Linked DNA regions of Manis pentadactyla: region 2 is linked to region 1. The links are chromatin contacts, called in public Hi-C maps. All regions are on one chromosome and are shown on one strand. Each heading gives the region's core, a stretch centred on a gene start, on an enhancer-like site or on the middle of the called end of the contact. The rest is flanking DNA. Distances are from core to core; before and after follow the strand shown.

Region 1 (4,019 bases), core at 1,054-3,553:
AGACATATTTCGCTGGTAGGTCCTCTGGAGTCCAGGACACCAGGCAAGGGAAGGCCCTGGTTTTCCTGGGCATCCACAGAAGCCAGCTCCCACTAGCTCATGTCCTTGCCCTCGATAGGAGGTAGGAGAGGATGAAGAAAGCCACAATCAAGCCCATGGCCATACTGCACAGAAGCTTCCGGTTGTCTCGCCCAGATTGTGCCATTGTGGAAAAGCGCTTCACGCTCCCCGTGAGCAGGCCTGTCATGCTTGTGAAGTCCGAGTCCTGAGGGAGCAATCCGACTTGGTTACATGGGAGCGGTGCTTCCATGGCCCACGTGTGGGTGCTGCAGGGTATGCTGGGGCCCACACTGCAGGTGGTACAGGGCAGAGCTGATGACACTCACGCACGATGCAGGCCCTTACCATGCCATCCAGGTACCGATTTTGGTCCTCCGTGTCTCTGTCGATGTCCAGGGCCAGCTGGTCAGGACACAGAAGGGGCAGGGTCAGGCCAGGGCAGACACCCTAGACATCCCCCCAAGACCAGCAGATCCTGCCCACTCTGCCACACAGTGCCATCAGCCAAGGTCAGGAGATCCAGGTATCACTCAGGCCCCACACAGGTAAGCACTGCCACGGATGGGACAAGGATGGGAACTACCTGAAACCCTTCTGGGCCTCCACCCTCCTTCTGATCCACATTCCAGGGCACCAGTTGGAGGTAAAAGGGGGCCCACCACTAACCGATTTGAGCCTGGTGACCTTGGAGGCCAGGCTGTCGGCCATCCTCTTGTTCTCCCGGTCTAGAATCTCCTCCACAGTGCCAGAGCTCTGAGCTATGAAAAGAAAGACGCTGGTGGGGTGCATCCATCCACAAGCACTGCCTTTCAGCTCTGCCTGTCAGGCCTTTGTGGCCTCAGGGTTCTCAGTCCATCCCACCTGGCCCAGTCAGACATCTGGGGGCCTGGACACACTTCAGCCCTGATACACCTGACAGACTGCATGAATGACAATGTATGCGTACGCGTCCACGCCAGGACAGGCAGGCTCCCTCAAACACACACACACCCAAAGGGTTTGATTTAGTCTAACCAGCACTTTCTCATACTGTGACAGAACCTGTACCATTGCTTTGAGGACGTCGCCATCAGTGTATACATGACCTGCTCTCAAAAAAAAAACCCCTGTAAATTCCAGTATGGACCTAGGAAGACGCAGGACGAGCACCAGGGGGTGAAGAGTAGAAGGAAGGCCCTTTCAGGGACGACTTGTACACTGGTCCTTGAGAAGTGACAAATTAACCACGGAGGAAAAAGCCGATCAAAGCTCCCAAACACCCAAAATCGCGGCTGAGGTCGACTCCGAGGGCGGGGCCTATGGCCGCTCACCCAGGGCCCAGAGACCCAGAGCTTGATGCTTGCTGAGATATGGCCTAGCGCTAGGGCTGGGCCGGGTGATCCAGACTCGTCACACCACGCGGGTGAGAACCGCCTCCCCCAAATTAGGACTGCAAGTTTGCCGCAGGCCAGACGCCTCAACGGGACCCATTTAATGGGGGCGCAGCCCAAGGACGCATTGACGTGTACAGATAGATTCAAAGGAAGGAATATCAGGGTCCCACCAACCACTTCCAATTTGTTCATTCCTTAACGGCCACAACAGCCCTGCGAGGCGAGCTCCGGCACCCCATCGGGCAGATGAGAAGAGCTCCCAGAGAGCAAATGCACGACGCTCCCGGGCACTGGGGGACAGCTTGGGGGCCGCAGCCGCCACGCCCAAGGGCTAGTTCCCGGGGCCCTGTCGACCGGGTGGCCCGGGGCTGAACGACCTCGAGGGGAACGGACGGAGAAACAACTGCGGGCGTTGCGGACCGCTTCGCAGAGCAGCCGGACGGGAGCCCCCGCAGGGCCCTGACGACCCCCGCACGGCGCGGCTGATCTACCGCCCAGGGCTCCCAGAGAGGCAGGGCGGCTCCTGAGGGCGGTGGCGTCGGCCACGGCCGGCCCCATAGCCATCCGGTTTCGTTTCCCCGCGCTCACCCCGAGCCCAGTCCGCCATCGTGCCTGCCACAGTAACGGAGACCGTCAGCGTCACATCCACCACCTCGTCGGACGTGGCGCAGTTGTGGCAAAGGGCTTCCGGCACCGCCCCTTCCGTCCCGGGGTGGTCAGCTTCCGGCCGAGGCCCTGGCCGCGAGGGCTTCTGGGGTGACGCCATGGGAACGGAAGTGACGTGCGCTCCGACGCCTAACTCGGGACGGGCGAAGCATTTGCTCTAGGAGCCGCTTGATGGTTAGCGTTATTCTCGCCAGCCGTGGTGCAGACGGTCACCGTGGTCCGCCATTCCCGCCAAAGGCGACGGCGGGGCCTAAGAGGAGCTCGCAGGCCTTTTCCCAGGCGAGAAGCGGTGCCGGGGCGCGACGAGGGGCCGCCTCTACCGGCTGTTAAGGCGCGGACTCGGTGCGAACCCGGCCCCTGTTCCTGTGGGCGGGACAAAGTGAATCAGTGTCTAGTACAGGGCCTGGGACAAGCGAGCCCTGCAGATGCTGGGGTGGGAGTGTGGCCGTTAGGAGCCAGTGCCTCTTGCCTTTACCCTGGCACTGAGGGCCTGGCGTAGGGTAGATGCTCGAGTAAGGCCTGCTGCGGATTGGGTGGACTGTACCTACTACCCGCTCTACTGGAGCATTTGCTGTGTCATTTGCGCTTCCTGACAACCCACTGAAATAGAACTTTTTGTTATTTCTGCTTTTCAAAAAGGGAAACAGTCCAGGCGAGTGTGTGGGATACAGCTAGGAAGTCGCCGCACGTGATAAGGCCTTGCCTTCATCCTGACGTCCTCTCCCCATTCTCCCGTCAGCCCCAACAATGATGTCTATTTCGCCCTCCCGCCACAGCCATTTCCACTTTAGCACTGACTGTTGCTTCTGACTAGAATGACCTTACCCCAGATCCTTTTGTGGCTCATTACCTACCCGCCAGTCCCAGAAAAAAAAAGGCATTTCCTTGGATCCCTTTGCCAGCCCACCAGGCTCCTTTTCTTTTTCAATTACGGCACTATGACTGCCTAAAGTCTTATTTCTTGGTATGCCTGTCTATTTCCACCAACGGAAAGCTTCACAAAGGCAGGGACCTGTGGGTCCTGTTCATTCGCATCTCAGTGCCTCGCATGCTGTAGGTACTCAAATCCCAGTTCAGCAAATAAAGCGTTCCGGGGCTGCAGATTACTTTCCCCCGGGACGTCCCTTTAGTTTTGTGCATCAAGAGCGGCTTCGGTGTGCTTGTGCTAGGAACGGGGCTGACGGGAATTCCGGCCCAGGAAGCTAGGGTCACTGTTCGGTTCGACGGAGAGAACCAAAGGTTGGACCACTACCGAGTGACATCTTTGAGGCGCAGGCTAAGTGGATGGCAAAGCCTTTAATCTCCAGGCGGCTGTTTAGGGTCTTGCCACCTTAAGGCGCACCGCCTTAAGAAGACGCCGCTCACGGCACCCCGCGCACGCGCGTCCCGGTCTGCCCCGCGCGCAACCCAGTTCGCGTCCCGGCCTGCCTCGCGCGGAGGCTGGGAGGGGCGCGCGGACTCTAGCTCGAGCCTCGGGGCTAGCTGCTCGCACCTTACCGCCGCCTTTCCCAGGGGCGCCATGGAGCCCCGGGCAGTTGCGGAGGCTGTGGAGACGGGGGAGGAGGACGTGATTATGGACGCCCTGCGCACCTATAACCGGGAGGTGAGCAGGAGCTGTGGCTCAGGGAGGCGGCGGGGCTGGGTGCGGCGCGCGCGGCCGCTGCGGGGCGGGAGCGAGGGGTGGCGGGGCGGGGGCGTGGCAGGGCGAGGGCGGGGAGGGCTCGGTGACCGCGGGTTGGGGTGGGAGCGCGGGGCCGTCGGCTCCCGTGGGGTCCCGTCCATGGGGCCGGGACCTTCCCGCGGAAAGCGGAGCCCCCTGTGCCTCTGGTCTCTGCAGAACTCCCAGAGCTTCGCGTTTGATGCCGCCCAGCAGGAGGACAGGAAGGTGGGTGCTCGCTGAGGGCAGGGGGCCGGGGGCGG
Region 2 (3,765 bases), core at 314-2,813, 180 kb after region 1:
GGTCACATCTCAGGTGACCCTTAGTTTCCTTTCTAAGGGCCTGACAGTGGCACTAACTCAAAACCAGATAGTGACATAAGAAAGGAAAACTACAGGCCCACATCTGTCACGAACAAATCCTCAACAGAATACTGGAAAATCCAATCCAACAATGAATTTACACACCACCAAGTGGGATTTATTCCAGGGGTGCAAGTGTGGTTCAACATTTAAAAAATCAATCAGTGTGATCTATCACATATATGTGTAAGGAAATAAAAATAATAAGCTCTTATGGTTGCAGAAAAAGCATTTGACAAAATCCAACACTTACTCATTAAAACTCTCAACAATCTGGGAATGGAAGAGGTCAGGATCACCTACCAAAAGCTGAACAGTAAACATCACTCATAATTGTGAAACCCCTCCTCTCATACCTGGGTGGCATATGACAGCATGTGGCAAAGTTGGTATGCGGTGCTCCACCAGGTACTTTGCCTGCTGGAGCCCAAAGGCCATCCCCTGGAGTGGCCACATCCAGGTGCTCTGACTGACCATCCTGGCTGAACCCAGCCATCCCCACTAAGGCACCCAGGGCCTGCGACAACATGGAGCGGAGAAAGCCTGTCCTGTCGGGCCCTGTCCATATTCGTGACCCACAGAATCCGTGAACATAATCAGCAGTTGTTTTACACCCCACAACTGGGGATCTGTTACACAGCAATAGAAAAAGCGGAGCCGCTGACAGGAGGGTTAAAGGGGAAAGCTGGGCTGGCAGCTGGGCAGAGGAGGACTGGGGGAGAGAGCCACGTGGGGAAGTGGGTGGAGAGGCCCAGGCAAGCATGGAACCAAGTGGGGAAAATCCATGATGAGCCCACACCCCCACACCCAGCTCAGCAACAGTACCACCATGGACCCACTCGTGGTCTCCCTGCCTCCCCACTCTGCCCTCAGTGGGAGCACCTGACCCTCAGAGGCCCCTGTCCACCAGGCAGCCAGGTAAGACCCTCTAAGTTAAGGTCCTTTGGTGGCTCCTCACCCCCTTCCAGGTGAAGCCACGTGCTTTGAGACCCTCCCCAGCCTCACCTCCCTGGAACCTGTTGATCCCCACACCCCGGCCCCCTGATAGTCTGTGCGTTCTGCCACCTCCATCCCTACACACCCTGGGCCCTGGCCCTCTGTCCAGCAGTCCTCTGCACCTCTCTCTCTCTTGATGTCCCCTCTTTCAAGACCGGACCTCTCCCCATCCATCCTCAGAGCAACCCGAGGTCCCTGCTCTGTATCCCAATCCCTAAGTCTCTCAGCACCACCCCATCCTTGCGTCCTTCCATCCGTCCCCCTCAACTCCCCATATCCCCCGTCTGGTCCCCAGAACTCCGCATACCCACTAGACCCCTGTCCCCGGTCCTCTGTTCCCCTACACCTCCCTGTGTCCCGTGGACCGCCTAGCCTCCATCTCAGCCTTCCCCATCCCCCGCATCTCCAGTCCCCAAGCCGCAGTCCGCTGTCCGCATACCTCCCCGTCCCCGCGCCCTCGCGCTGTAGCCCCCATTCCCCGCCAGCCGCGTCCGCGCAGCCCTCGGTGCTTCAGTCTCCGCGCTCACGCGCTGCGCGGGCCGGCGCGCCCAGGTGGATGCGCGCGCGTTGCGTGGAGACGAGTGGCGGGCACACCCGAACACGCCGGCCCCGCCCCGAGCCGTGGATTGGCTGCCGGGAGCTGGCCGGGCCCCGATTGGCTGGCGCCTCGGCCCTCGGCCCGTTCACGGTGGGTAGCGCCGCAGCGTGGCTCGGCTCGTCCGGCCGCGGCCCCGGGAGCACGGAGCCCGAGCGGCCGGGCGGGGCCGGCGCTGGGCGCCGCCGGGAGCCGCTCGCCGCCCACCCCGGGCCGGGGCCGGGCGCAGCCGGGGTTCGCGGCCGCGCCCGGTGGCCGCGAGCGGTGGACAAAGGCCATGCGGGGCTGGGGGCCGCGGCGCGGGGCGCGCGGGAACAGGGGGCCGTAGCGGCGCCGCTGGGCGAGGCCCGGGAGGGCGGGGCGGCCGCGATGCCGTGGTTCCCGGTGAAGAAGATCCGCAAGCAGATCAAGCTGCTGCTCCTGCTGGTACTCCTCACCTGCGCCGCGTGGCTCACGTACGTGCACCTGAGCCTGGTGCGCCAGGGCCGCGCGCTGCGCCAGCGCCTGGGCTACGGGCGAGGTACGGGAGGCGCGCGCCGGAGCCGGGGGCGGTGAGGGCTCTGAGCAGCGCCGGGCCCTGGCGTGGGCTCAGACTCGCCCGGGGACCCCGGCCGCCCTTCCCGGCTCGCAACTGGGGCAGGGGGCGCGGTTCGGCCGGGCCCGGACGCCCGGTGACGTCAGCAGTGACGCGCGCGACCCTCTCGTGGAGCGTCCCTGAACCTAGGCCGGCCCGGGGATGTGGTCGGGCTCCGGCAGTGACAGGGTAACCGTGGACTCCCGGAGACACCTGTGCCCCCAGGCCTTGCGTGCTGGGATTCCGAAGAGGCCACATCCGGGCCGCGCCTCCACCATCTCCTACCCAGAAGAGCCTCAGTTTCCCCATCTGCTGGGGAGGAGGGGAGGGAGAAGGTTGGGGAGAGCTGATCCACGCTCCGTGGACGGGATGCCTTAGGTAGCCCTGCGATCAAGGACTGAGATGCTTGTGTGTCAGGGGAGCAAGGCATGGTGATGGGGATCCAGCCGGGGGAGCCCTGGACTGGCTGGAGTGAGCCCTCCCAGGCTCCTCCAGTGAGGACAGTGAACACACACAGCAAATCAGGTCCGGGTGAGTGCTGCTGTAAAGAACCAGGGGGAGCTCCTACCCCTTTGGCTGGGGGGATCCTGGCGGGCCTCTTGGAGGCAGTGACCTTTGACACATTTGAGGGAAAGACAGAAGGACTGATGGAAATCTGGTGAGAGGAGAAGGGTAGAAAGCGGTAAGTGGGGGTATGAGAGGGAAACATCTCAGGGCAGGGAAGATCCCAGCCAGGCTGCCCCTGACTCTTCTCAAGGAAGTATGGTGCAGGGTGTCCTTGGGATGGGGTGGAGGGAGGGTCTGCTTCCCAAAGGCTCAGAGCAATGACAACCACACGTCCTGGGCCACTCTGCCAGGGCGCCAGACCTCCCTGTTCAGTCCCACTCCTGCCTTCCACTTGCCAAAGCCCCTCTTGCCTCTCCTTCCTGTACCTGGACACCTGGCTCCACAGACCACCAGGGCCGGGTCTGGAGCTTGTCCCCGCCCTGCCGGAGTCCGCATGCCTCACAGCCACCACACCCTGGAGAGGCTTCAGCTCTGCTCCATCTCTGAAAGAGGCCCCCCGTCATCAGCAAGCAAGGCAGGACCTAGAGTGTGACCCAGTGTCACGGAACAAAACCAGGCCTCTCAGCTGTCTCTGTGGCTTTCTGAGCGACCACAGTCGTCCCCAACCTCACTTCCTGAGCAGCCAGGGAGTCTAGCTCAGCAACTAGGAGGGGGCAGAGGTGTGGGAATTCCACTTCTGAGGCTCCCTCTGCTCTCAGGCCAGTGGGGAGGTTGGGAGACTAGTCATCCTCCCCTGCCTACTCCTGGGTGAGCAGGAGCTGTTCAGGGTCCTGGAAGACGAAACCCGCTTTCTGGCACCTTCCAGGAGCTGCTCTCGCCCAGGGGTCTTGGCTCTGGGCTGCAGCCCCACCTCCTGTTCAGCCACCTGAGCTCCCACATGAGGCCTTCTGGACGGTTGGGGAGCACAATCATTACTTCTGCCAAGGGGGTGGCATTGGAGCAGGGCAAGAGGGCTACCTTCCCAGTGTCCAGC

What was found. A called contact is a pair of places that touch in the nucleus more often than the background predicts.
Region 2: a contact with region 1 is called in a Hi-C map of fibroblasts, with 2.9 times the contacts expected there. The contact joins the promoter of B4GALNT4 here to the promoter of RIC8A in region 1. A contact is called at or near these places in 2 of 3 Hi-C or Micro-C datasets (fibroblasts and skin fibroblasts).

What each region holds. Positions count from the first base shown.
Region 1 is chr9:11,029,864-11,033,882 of mManPen7.hap1, forward strand. RIC8A (RIC8 guanine nucleotide exchange factor A) reads left to right here and starts at 2,304. Exons shown (of 11, transcript XM_036927130.2): 1 at 2,304-2,441; 2 at 3,269-3,702; 3 at 3,937-3,984. The coding sequence starts at 3,619. BET1L (Bet1 golgi vesicular membrane trafficking protein like) reads right to left here and starts at 2,243. Exons shown (of 5, transcript XR_008999120.1): 1 at 2,022-2,243; 2 at 727-818; 3 at 406-462.
Region 2 is chr9:11,205,699-11,209,463 of mManPen7.hap1, forward strand. It overlaps B4GALNT4 (beta-1,4-N-acetyl-galactosaminyltransferase 4), which reads left to right and starts at 1,564. Exons shown (of 20, transcript XM_057506819.1): 1 at 1,564-2,171. The coding sequence starts at 1,613.